Linked DNA regions of Sus scrofa: all the other regions are linked to region 3. Evidence: chromatin contacts called from public HiChIP or PLAC-seq data. All regions are on one chromosome and are shown on one strand. Each heading gives the region's core, a stretch centred on a gene start, on an enhancer-like site or on the middle of the called end of the contact. The rest is flanking DNA. Distances are from core to core; before and after follow the strand shown.

What was found. HiChIP or PLAC-seq counts read pairs in DNA pulled down with a chosen protein or histone mark.
Region 1: a contact with region 3 is called in an H3K27ac HiChIP or PLAC-seq map of alveolar macrophages. The contact joins the promoter of SLC11A1 here to the promoter of RETREG2 in region 3. A contact is called at or near these places in 1 of 5 promoter capture datasets (fetal liver) and 1 of 2 datasets of contacts at active chromatin or transcription factors (alveolar macrophages).
Region 2: a contact with region 3 is called in an H3K27ac HiChIP or PLAC-seq map of alveolar macrophages. The contact joins the promoter of CNOT9 here to the promoter of RETREG2 in region 3. A contact is called at or near these places in 2 of 5 promoter capture datasets (fetal liver and liver) and 1 of 2 datasets of contacts at active chromatin or transcription factors (alveolar macrophages).

What each region holds. Positions count from the first base shown.
Region 1 is chr15:120,432,655-120,435,842 of Sscrofa11.1, reverse strand. SLC11A1 (solute carrier family 11 member 1) reads right to left here and starts at 1,743. Exons shown (of 15, transcript NM_213821.2): 1 at 1,730-1,743; 2 at 1,073-1,206; 3 at 106-228. The coding sequence starts at 1,736.
Region 2 is chr15:120,588,980-120,592,224 of Sscrofa11.1, reverse strand. It overlaps CNOT9 (cell differentiation protein RCD1 homolog), which reads right to left and starts at 1,871. Exons shown (of 9, transcript XM_001925220.5): 1 at 1,449-1,871. The coding sequence starts at 1,472. USP37 (ubiquitin carboxyl-terminal hydrolase 37) reads left to right here and starts at 1,995. Exons shown (of 24, transcript XM_003133658.6): 1 at 1,995-2,252.
Region 3 is chr15:121,210,859-121,213,985 of Sscrofa11.1, reverse strand. RETREG2 (protein FAM134A) reads right to left here and starts at 1,616. Exons shown (of 9, transcript XM_021074927.1): 1 at 1,517-1,616; 2 at 288-394. It overlaps CNPPD1 (protein CNPPD1), which reads left to right and starts at 1,098. Exons shown (of 10, transcript XM_021074929.1): 1 at 1,098-1,183; 2 at 1,961-2,250; 3 at 2,498-2,585; 4 at 3,038-3,127. The coding sequence starts at 2,517.

The DNA of each region.
Region 1 (3,188 bases), core at 494-2,993, 780 kb after region 3:
CAGGAACACGAGCCATGTACGCCACCTTGGGGAAATGTGGCAAACTGGCGGTCTCCACCCATCTGGTCCCCCCCCCCGCCGCCCACGGTGCCCCGACTTGATCACTTTGAATCCAGCCACAGCGCCAGCCTGAAGATCCGACTGGATGTTTCCCGGGTCCAGGTAAGCAATGCTCATGAGGAAGCCGGGCCCGGTGAAGGCCCACAGCTTGCGGAGGCTGAATGTGCCCTGTGGTCGGGGTGGGGAGGACGGAGTGTGAGAGGTCCTGGGCAAAAGGGTGGGGGCAGTTGGCCTGGACCAGCTCCCCCAGCTGAGTCCCCCCACCACGCCCCACCCCCACCCCACCCTGGGCTCACTGGCCCAGGTTGGCCAGTCCTGTCCTCCATTCCCCATTCCTGGAGCTGCCAGGCCTGCGGGTGAGTGGAGCATGCAGGTGGGAAAACCTCAGGGTTTGCTGAGTCACGGCAGATCAGCTTTCTGGATGCTTCAGTGTCTGTGGCCTACATCTGACCCCACGCCAGCCCTGACTCAGGAGATCCTCAGAGCCCGAAGGGGAGCTTCCCTGGGTCAGGCTTTTGTGGCCCAGCTCCTCCTTCCCCAGCCCCTTCTCAGACCACAGGTTCTTCTCTCTGAAGTCCCCTGAGCTTAGGGTCTTCCCACCCCCATTCCAGGGCTAGGTCTGGCAGCCTGGGCATCTGCTAAAGATTCTGGCAATGCAAGGGAACACTGCCCTAGAAGCCAGCCCGCAAGTTCCACATCTCCTGATGCCTTAGTCTGCCTCCTTTCCTTCAAAGTTACAACAAATCCTCAAGGCTCCAATCTCAATGCACCCCAGGTCCCTTTCCCTTCCCAGGAAAGTTCAGATTTGTTCAAAAAGCTGCCTGGTGATTTTTAGACAAATTGTCAGCACCCCAGCCAAACACTGGGGACAGAAACAGGAAGACGGCAGTTACCACTCTCCATCTGGAAGGGACTTGCCCTGGTCTTCGGGGGACCTCCCTCCCTTGGCCAGAGAGATCCCATGGGATCCTATCCATCCTAAAAGACCCCAGGAAGTTTCCAGCATTCTCACCGGTTCTGCATTCGGGATGGGGATCTTCTCACTCAGGTAGGTCCCTCCGGGAGGTACTTGTGGTGGCCCTGGACTCGGTGAGCTGGAGATGGAGCCATATTGGGTTCTGCTCTGCTTTGGGGGGCCTGTGTCACCTGCCAGGGGCCCCAAGAGCCTTGGTGAGTGACCTGCCTGTTTCTGGTGGCAGGGCGAAAGCAAATGAAGCCCCAGCTGAATAGGAGCCCTTGATTTCTTTCTTCAGTCCATCACATCCATCCCTCGACCAGACCTTCCAGAAGATGTGTGAGAAGCAGAGCCTTCTGGATTCCTCTCCTTCCATGTGAATGCAGAGGTCCCCAGATCCTGATGGCCTCTTGCCACAGAGGATGTGGAGAGGGCATGGGCTCTGAGCAGGGAAGACTGACGCCAACGTGTGTGTCCTTTGGTCTCATCCCTGCCTCCAGCTTCCAGGGAAACCCCAGAGGTTCCAAACCCACAGAGATGAGGCAGGGGGAGGCTCTGCCCTTGGCAACGTGAAGCGCCTGACCCCAGGCTCCTGTCCAGAATTGTGGTCAAGACCAGGACTCCCACAGGGGACCTGGGGCTTCCCTTGCCCCTCCTGATGCTCTCCTCCTGCTCCAATCCAGGCTCTGTCCCTGGACAGAGGGGGCTACTCACCTGTCATGAGGACCACAGACTCAGATGCTCTCTGTGTGAGTGGTGTGCTGGGTGGCTCTCTGGTCCACCCGTCCTCTCTGGGAACCGGTGAGTGTGTGGGTCTATAGCCTTTTACGCATCTTCAGCTCAACTTGGCTGTCCTCACACATGCCCGGGGCATTGTGAAACACTTTCCAAAGGCAGAAGTGGCCAGCTCTGACGGAAGGGTCTGGGTGGCCACAGAACAGGCTTTCATTCCCCTCCTGGCGTGAGCCTCGCACCACCCTCTGGCTCCCTTCCGGGAACCCCGAGTTTTCTGCCTCCCAAGTTAGCTCTGATTTCAGACGCTTCCTGCCACTTGAGCATTCACGTCTAGATCACACGACTAACCCTCCAGCGCCACACAAACAGGCCCTTTTCCTTTTTGACCTTGGGTCCTATGGCAGCAGGTTGGCCTAATGGGTGGGAGGGAGTCCCCATGACCACCTAGGAGTGCCACAAAGGAAAAGACCTTCCAAGCCCGGCCACGGGGACATGCATTGAAGTTCCAGGCTAAGGAGGTCCTCTGAAGAAGAGGGTCCTGGAATTCTGGTCTTGCTTCTACCATGGATCCATTTGACGTTGTCACCAGATCCTGTCCTGCCTCTGAGCTTATTTCTTCTGTTAAATGAAGGGCTCAGACTAGTTAAGAGGTCACAAGTTTAGGCGTCCAAGGAGGCCAGGCAGGGAAGATAAACCATGAGACAGGTTGGGAACAGGAAAAACAGTGCTAGCTCAGTGCGGAATGATAATGATGCTGAGCCTTGGTGGTGGAGGGCAATAGGGAGTGGTGGAGACTCTAGCGAAATAAAGGTCATACCTTCTAGAGAGGGCAGTGCTCACAGAATTGCAGCCAGCTGTCATGTGGGGAATGGGGGTCCACTGTCACCACATCTTCTGATTTGCCAAGGATGCTGGAAATCTTGGAATTCGATACAACACATGCTTTTTGAACACCAGGCTCAAGTGTTTCAACAATATTGTATAATCTATGGAGTTCCCATGGTGGCTCAGTGGTTAACAAACCTGACTAGTATCCATGAGGATGCGGGTTTGATCCCTGGCCTTGCTCAGTGGGTTAAGGATCCAGTGTTGCCGTGAGCTGTGGTGTAGGTCACAGACGTGGCTTGGATCTGGTGTTGCTGTGGTTATGGTGCAGGCCAGCAGCTATAGCTTCAATTCGACCCCTAGCCTGGGAACCTCCCTATGCCATGGGTGTGGCCCTAAAAAGACTAAATAAATAAATAAAAATATTGTATAATCTAAACAAACGTTCCTATGGGCTGGATTCCACTTGAGGAATCCATCTGTCTGTAACCTCTAGACCTTTCAGCTCCCAATTTCTTCTGCTCACCAGCTGCCAGCTCCTGTGCTCCCCACACCCCCCTCCTTCACAGCCATCTCTCTGCCATGCCCACTCTTGTCCTCTATCCTGTAGCCT
Region 2 (3,245 bases), core at 622-3,121, 620 kb after region 3:
CTCTGCTCTCAGTAGTCGTCTCCCTCATCGACACCATCATTCACCAAAGTATTTGAGCCCTAACTTTGTGCCAGGAACTGTCCTGGCATCAGGGTAACCAAACAAACAGGACCCACATGACCCCATGTATCCTCTCAAACGGGGGACAAATATCAAATAAGCAAATGAACACACAAATTACAAATTGGGATCAATTCTGTGAAGGGTGAGTACTCTAACAGAGAAAAGTTGGGGGTTACAGAACTACTTTATTTATTCATTCATTCATTTTAGGCTGCACCTGCAGCATCTGGAAGTTCCCGGGCAAGGGGTCCGATTGGAACTTCAGCTGCTGGCCTACACCACAGCCACGGCAAGCGCAGAAGCTGAGCCGCTCTGACACCTCCACTGCAGCTTGCTGTTACGCCGGATTCTCAACTCACTGAGGGAGGCCGAGGATCGAACCTGCATCCTCATGGACACTCTGTTGGGTTCTTAACCCGCTGAGCCACAAACGAAACTACCAGAACTACTTCAAATAGGGTGGTCAGGCAAGGAGACTGAGATAGAGACCTGAGGAAGAGAAGCCGACATCTATAGCAAAGGAAGGAGGTGGGGGAGTGTCTGTGTGTGAGTATGTGTGTGTGTGAGAGAGAGAGCATTCTAGGAATAGAGATCAGAAGGTGCAAGCTGGAGTGTAAAAGCATAGGGAGAAAAGATGGAACTGAGGCCAGTGTAGCTGGAGCCTGCGGAGCAGTGACAAGAGACTGAAAACGAGGGTCAGGAACATAACGTTCAGGGAGGACCTTGTAGGCCGAGGCAAGGAGTCTGGATATTATCTCAATGCAATGGGAAGCCATAGGATTACTTCAGGCAGGTTGATTTACACTGTTTTTCTTGGTGAAAGATCACGCTGGTAAAACGAGATGTGAAAAAAGGTTGTAATCTCAGAGAATCGAAAGTCAAACGTAGTAACTGTTCACTTCTCCGGGTCTCGGATTTTGCATCTGTAAAGCAAGTGGCATGAGCTAAAAGCCATTTCCTCCCCGCCGCGATGTGCCTAGGCTGGGAGTTTCGACAGCATGGGTCATGTCAGACAAACTGCGGAACTCCCCTCGCTCCGCCGACGCCAAGCACGCAACTGACGCCCTGAAACTGTTGGTCAAGCAAATGAATCAATGAATGGCGGGTCGGGGCTGCGAAGGAGGCGCTCTGGCCGCGGGACCAGGCCCCGGGGCCTGAAAAGAACGCACTACGCGGCACGCCAGAGGCCGCGAGAGCCGGCCGGCGAGGAAAGCGGGGGCCTGCTCCGCCACAGCCAAGCGCGGCGAGGAGGGAGGCCCGGGCCTCGCGGGTTGAGGGCAGGAGGAGCAGGACTCCCGGACCGAGACAGGGAGCTGGAAAAGAAGGCCGAAACGCGGGGTTAAGGAAGGCTTCTGGGCCCCAGGCCTGGCGGCCCGGGCACTTACCGCAGCCGTCGCCAGACTGTGCATGTTGGGAGCGGCCGCCGCTCTCCTCCAACTGCCGGACGCGCCGGACTCGCGTCCCAGCTTCAGCGCCTCTGCCGCCAAAGATGATGAGCCGCCGCAGCCGCCATCCGCCTCCGGCTCGCTCCGCCCCCTTCGCAGCCCTCTGACCTTTCACCTCTGACCCCTCCCACACTACCTCTTCCCGCCTCTCAGCTCTCCAAAGAGTTAACAGTCCTAGAGTTTATCCTTTGTCCCTTAAGATTCAGGACCAGAAGGACGTCTGCCACCTACTAGTCCTCGCATTCCCCGGCTCGGAGCAGGTATCCCCATAGAGGGGCGTGAACTCTGAGCCTCCTCCAGAGGCCAGTAAAGGGCGGGAAAAACCCGGCAGTCTGGAGGGGACAAGTAGTGCGCATGCCCAACAGGGCTGACGCGGAGGGAAATGGTGGGCGGTGCAAAGTGCGTGAGATGGATAGTGCGCGTGCGTACTACGATCAGTACAGGGGCGGGGCTACCTCTGCGAGATTTCCCTCGGTGCTGGGGCGGGGCGAGGGCGTAGGAGGGGCGGAGTTTCCAGGCTTTCGCGCACGCACCTCGTCTGGTCGCGTCGAGTGTGCGTGCGTGCGTGCGTGTTTGCGTGTGGTCACAGTTCCCGCCATCAGCCGCTCTCCCTGACTGGGGGAGTGAGCGGCCCCTCTCTTTCGTGTTTGGTGTCCCTTCCTTCCTTACCCCCAGCTCCTCCCCCTCCGCTTGGACTCCGTGCTTCCGGCAGGCCTGTCCGGCGCTCCGGACTCGCGGGCACAGGTAAGGCGGGCCCGGCGAGCGTCTCCACAGAGCCGTTTTACCCTGGCCCCCCCACCCCCCGCCCCTTGCGGTCCGCCCACTCGGCGTTCACTCCTCTGGAGTTCGTCCGGCTGCTGCTCAGCCCGCCCCCATCCCCGCGACGCCCCCTCTGGCCTCACAGGTACTCTACTTGGGTCTTCCCCCAGGCTTTCCCCCTCCTTTGACCTGGTCTTTTACTGTCACTCGCTCCCCCCCGCAACTCAAACCTGGCTCCTTTTTGCTGGGGGCTGTCCTCCGCTGCGCCCCCCTTAGCGAGGCCTGCTATCACTTAAGGTGACTTCCGTTGCCGCACGTCCATCAGGCCTTGGGACATGATACTGTTTCATTCTATTGACCATTCTTCATCTTCTCTCCCTTAACCATCTCTTAACTAAAAAGCATGAATTGTATTTTTGTCGTGGTTTTGGTTGGTTGTTCCCCATCTTTAGCCATCGGATCAGATTGTCAGGTTTACCCGTTGTAGGTCATGACACGAAAAGATAATTGATGACAAAATCCTCTTTCTGGAGAGTTGGCCTGGAGTAATTTTATAATCCTTTCAAAATGTAGTTTCTGTGTAAATGCCTATTTTGTGGAGGCACTATCCGACATGTCTAACTGGAAAAGCTATCAGAGGATGTCAAGTAGGCAGTTGATTATACTGGGTTTGCGCTCAGAATAGAGTTCTGAGTGGATATATAGGCAGATGTGTGTGTATATAACTATATACAGGTCTGTGCGTGCATGTATATATATCTATATCTATATGTATATATCTGTTATGTTGAAAGTAATTGAAGCTCTGGTTGTGGATGAAATTGCCTAAAAAGAGTACAGTGCTAGAAAGGAAGGGGACCTCGGATGGGGCACTGAGGAATTCTTGGCATTTCGTAGCTGGATAGAGGAGTACAAGTTTTGTAGAAAAGGTGAAAGAAGTTATCAGTAGTGTTGAATTCCGGGAGTTCCTATAGTGGC
Region 3 (3,127 bases), core at 367-2,866:
CACAGCTCACCGCAACGCCGGATCCTTAACCCACTGAGCAAGGCCAGGGATCCAACCTGCGTCCTCACAGATGCTAGTTAGATTCGCTTCCGCTGAGCCAGGACAGACTCTCCTAACGTTAGTTTTGAAAACGGGAAAATTCTACTTTCCAACCAGACAGGGGAAAAGTGGTGCTTGGGAGGAAGGTGGCCTGCTGTACATCCCCTCAACATTCAACCCGGCCAGGAGGGTCAGGCAGAAAACAAGTGCTCAATGGGGCTTGGGGAAAAAAATGAAGTAACACTCACCCTGGATGGCAGGGAGGAAGCGAGGCTGCCAAAGATCCAGCAGAAAATAGGCTAAAAGTGAGATGCTGAGTAGAAAGATGGGCCGTAGGGACGAAGAAGACAGCAACCTTAAGGAGAGACAGGCATCTCAGCGGTGAGTGGGTGAGAAAGGCTCTCACATCCATCGCAAAAGGCGAACAAGCGCCCACTGATGGGGGAATGGGAACCTCTGGGCCTAGCTCGATAACCAAAGTCGAGTGGGAAATGGGAATGGGGCAACCCAGGCGGACAACAGCCTTTAAAAACCGAGAGATGGGTCTGCCCCAGGAAGGGAATGGTACTCCGGGTCCTCCCCGCCCCCGCTCGCCCGCGCAGCCCGGCCCCGCCCCCCTCCTCCTCCGAGGCCGTTACCAGAAGAGGCCGTTGAGCGCGGCCGCCGTGACCAGGCTGTGCAGCGGCTTCTCCCACACCAGCAGCCGCTGCGCTGCCGCCAGCACCGCCTCCCAGCCGCGGAGCCGCAGCCACAGCGTCGTGGCCAGGCGTCCCACCGCCTCGGCAGTGGCTGCCTCCTCCTCCGCCTCGCCGGTGGCCTCACCCATTCCTAAGCTCAGGCCCAGGCCCAGGCTCAGGCCCAGCCCTGGGCTCCCACCCGCGCCGGTGTTACCACCGCCACCACCACTAGCCATAGCCCCGCCGCAGCCGCCGCCCGAGCCCGCGAGGAGCCAGGGCTGCGCGGCCGCCGCCGGGGGCGCGTCAGGCGGAAGGGGGCGCACGCCGCGGAGCGGGCCGCCGAGGCCGCGGATGGGCGTCACGTGACGGCGGAGCGACGAACCCGTCACGTGAGGCGACCTAACCGCTGGGCTAGGGCGGTCTGCGCCTGCGTGCAGGCGGCTGCCGATGACCCTTCTCCTACGCAGGTGCGTGTTTTGGCTGCGCCGGGCGTTGTCAGCTTCCTGATTGATGGACTGTATCCCCGTGTTTCCCCACCCCAGCCAATTTTCTTCTCCCTATGTAGGCAGGGTAGCTAGGGAACCTGGTCCTGGCCCGGTATTCCCAGTGTGATGCGGCCGGGAAGGGCGACAAGTGGGCTTCGGATGCTCAGAGTCTTTCGTAGGAGCTATTTCTGCTCTGGAAGGGTGGCGGCCATCCCATTACTCAACCCTCGTCGTACTGGTCCTCCCCGTTCCCTCCCCTCAGCGAATAAACAAACACCACCGTTTGACTCTACAGACTCAAAAACACAGCTTCACCTGCTCAGAAAAGTTGTTTTCTTCCCGTCTCTTTCGGTAAACAAGCCCGCCTTCACGCATCGGAACTCCTTCTAATCCCTCGCTCAAGAGATTGGGGTCTGGGGGGAAGAGTTTAAAAATAAAACCCTATTAGGAGCTCTTTACTCTGGGGGGAGGGGACGTTGACACCATTTACTGTGGTTTACAATGTAACAAGCGTTTTATATTGCAGTCATTTAATCTGCAATAATCCTACGAAATATGTGCTTAACTATGTCTAAAATTACAGGCTATACTAAAAGGAGGATATAAAGCCAAACGTGCGCCTGCCACCTTGTACACAATTCACCCCTGTTAAACTTGTGCATTCTTTCTGACGCGTTTTAAATGTACGTTATATCTCTTTTTTAAAAGTTGGGGCCAACTCTCCGGCCCACGTCTTTATGTTTACATTTCTACGGATAGGAAAAGGTCAGCCGGGCGCGTTCATCCTCAGCGCGCCATGGTCCCTTCGGAACTGCCCTGATTTCTCAGACGAGGGCACCCTGGAGTTTAACTCCTGCGACTTGCCCCGGCTTCTCGACACCAGGCGTTCTAGCCTCGCTCCTTCCCCGGCTCGGCCCAGCGGGCGGCAGGAAGTGCGGGGCGGTGACTCTCCAGCGACACCCCCGCGGCTTGTAAACGCGAAGCAGACGCTCGGCGTGGCAAAGGCACCGTACGCGCCTCGCAACCGGGTCTTCTCTCTACTCGGTGAGGTGGGCGCCCCAGCCCTGGAGCTCCACTCCCGGGTTCGGAACCCAGATCCTGGAGCCCCACCCGGGGCGGAACAGGAAGACGTTCCCGCCCGTCGGGCTCCGCCTGCAGCCGCTGGCGCGAGGGGAGGGGGCTGCACCGGCGTGGGCGGCGGCCCGCGCGAGAGAGACCCGCGGGCAGGTGAACAGGCGATCAAGGACTGCTCCGCGGCCCCCTTTAATCTCGTTCCCTTCCCTTCCACCTTCTCAGGGCGGCGCCTGGCAGCGCGATGGACCTGGCCGGACTCCTGCTGGACGAAGAAGGCACCTTCTCCCTCGCCGGCTTCCAGGACTTCACAGTGAGCGCTCGTCCCGCCCCCTCCCCGGCCTCTCTTTGCTTGGAGCCCAAACCCCTGGCGCTCCCCTCCGGGCCCTAGCCGGGCCGCGAGCTTGCCTGATGGCTCTGCCGGGGAACCGGGCGTCAGCCGCTCGAGCCGTGCCTACTGGAGGCCCTGGTTGCTTGGGCCCCCAGGGAGAGCTGTGGGGGTGCAGGAATGGGGTAGGAGGTGACCAGCCGGGGCCCTTCTGGGAGAACTTTTCCTCGGGAGCCCTCAGCGGAGAAGGATTCCACCCCCTGCGGACAGACTGCCTTTGGCAAACAAGCCAGAGAGTTTGAGGCGGGGTGGGGCCCAGGCCCCATTAGCTGTGAGGCAGGCCTACCGTCCCGCACCCAGCTTCAAGCCCCGAGCCAGGATCTCCACCATACCTTTCCCTGCCCTTCACCCGCCGCCACCCTCTTGCCCTGTTCCAGTTCCTCCCAGGACACCAGAAGCTGAGTGCCCGGATCCGAAGGAGACTCTACTATGGCTGGGACTGGGAAGCTGACTGTAGCCTGGAGGAG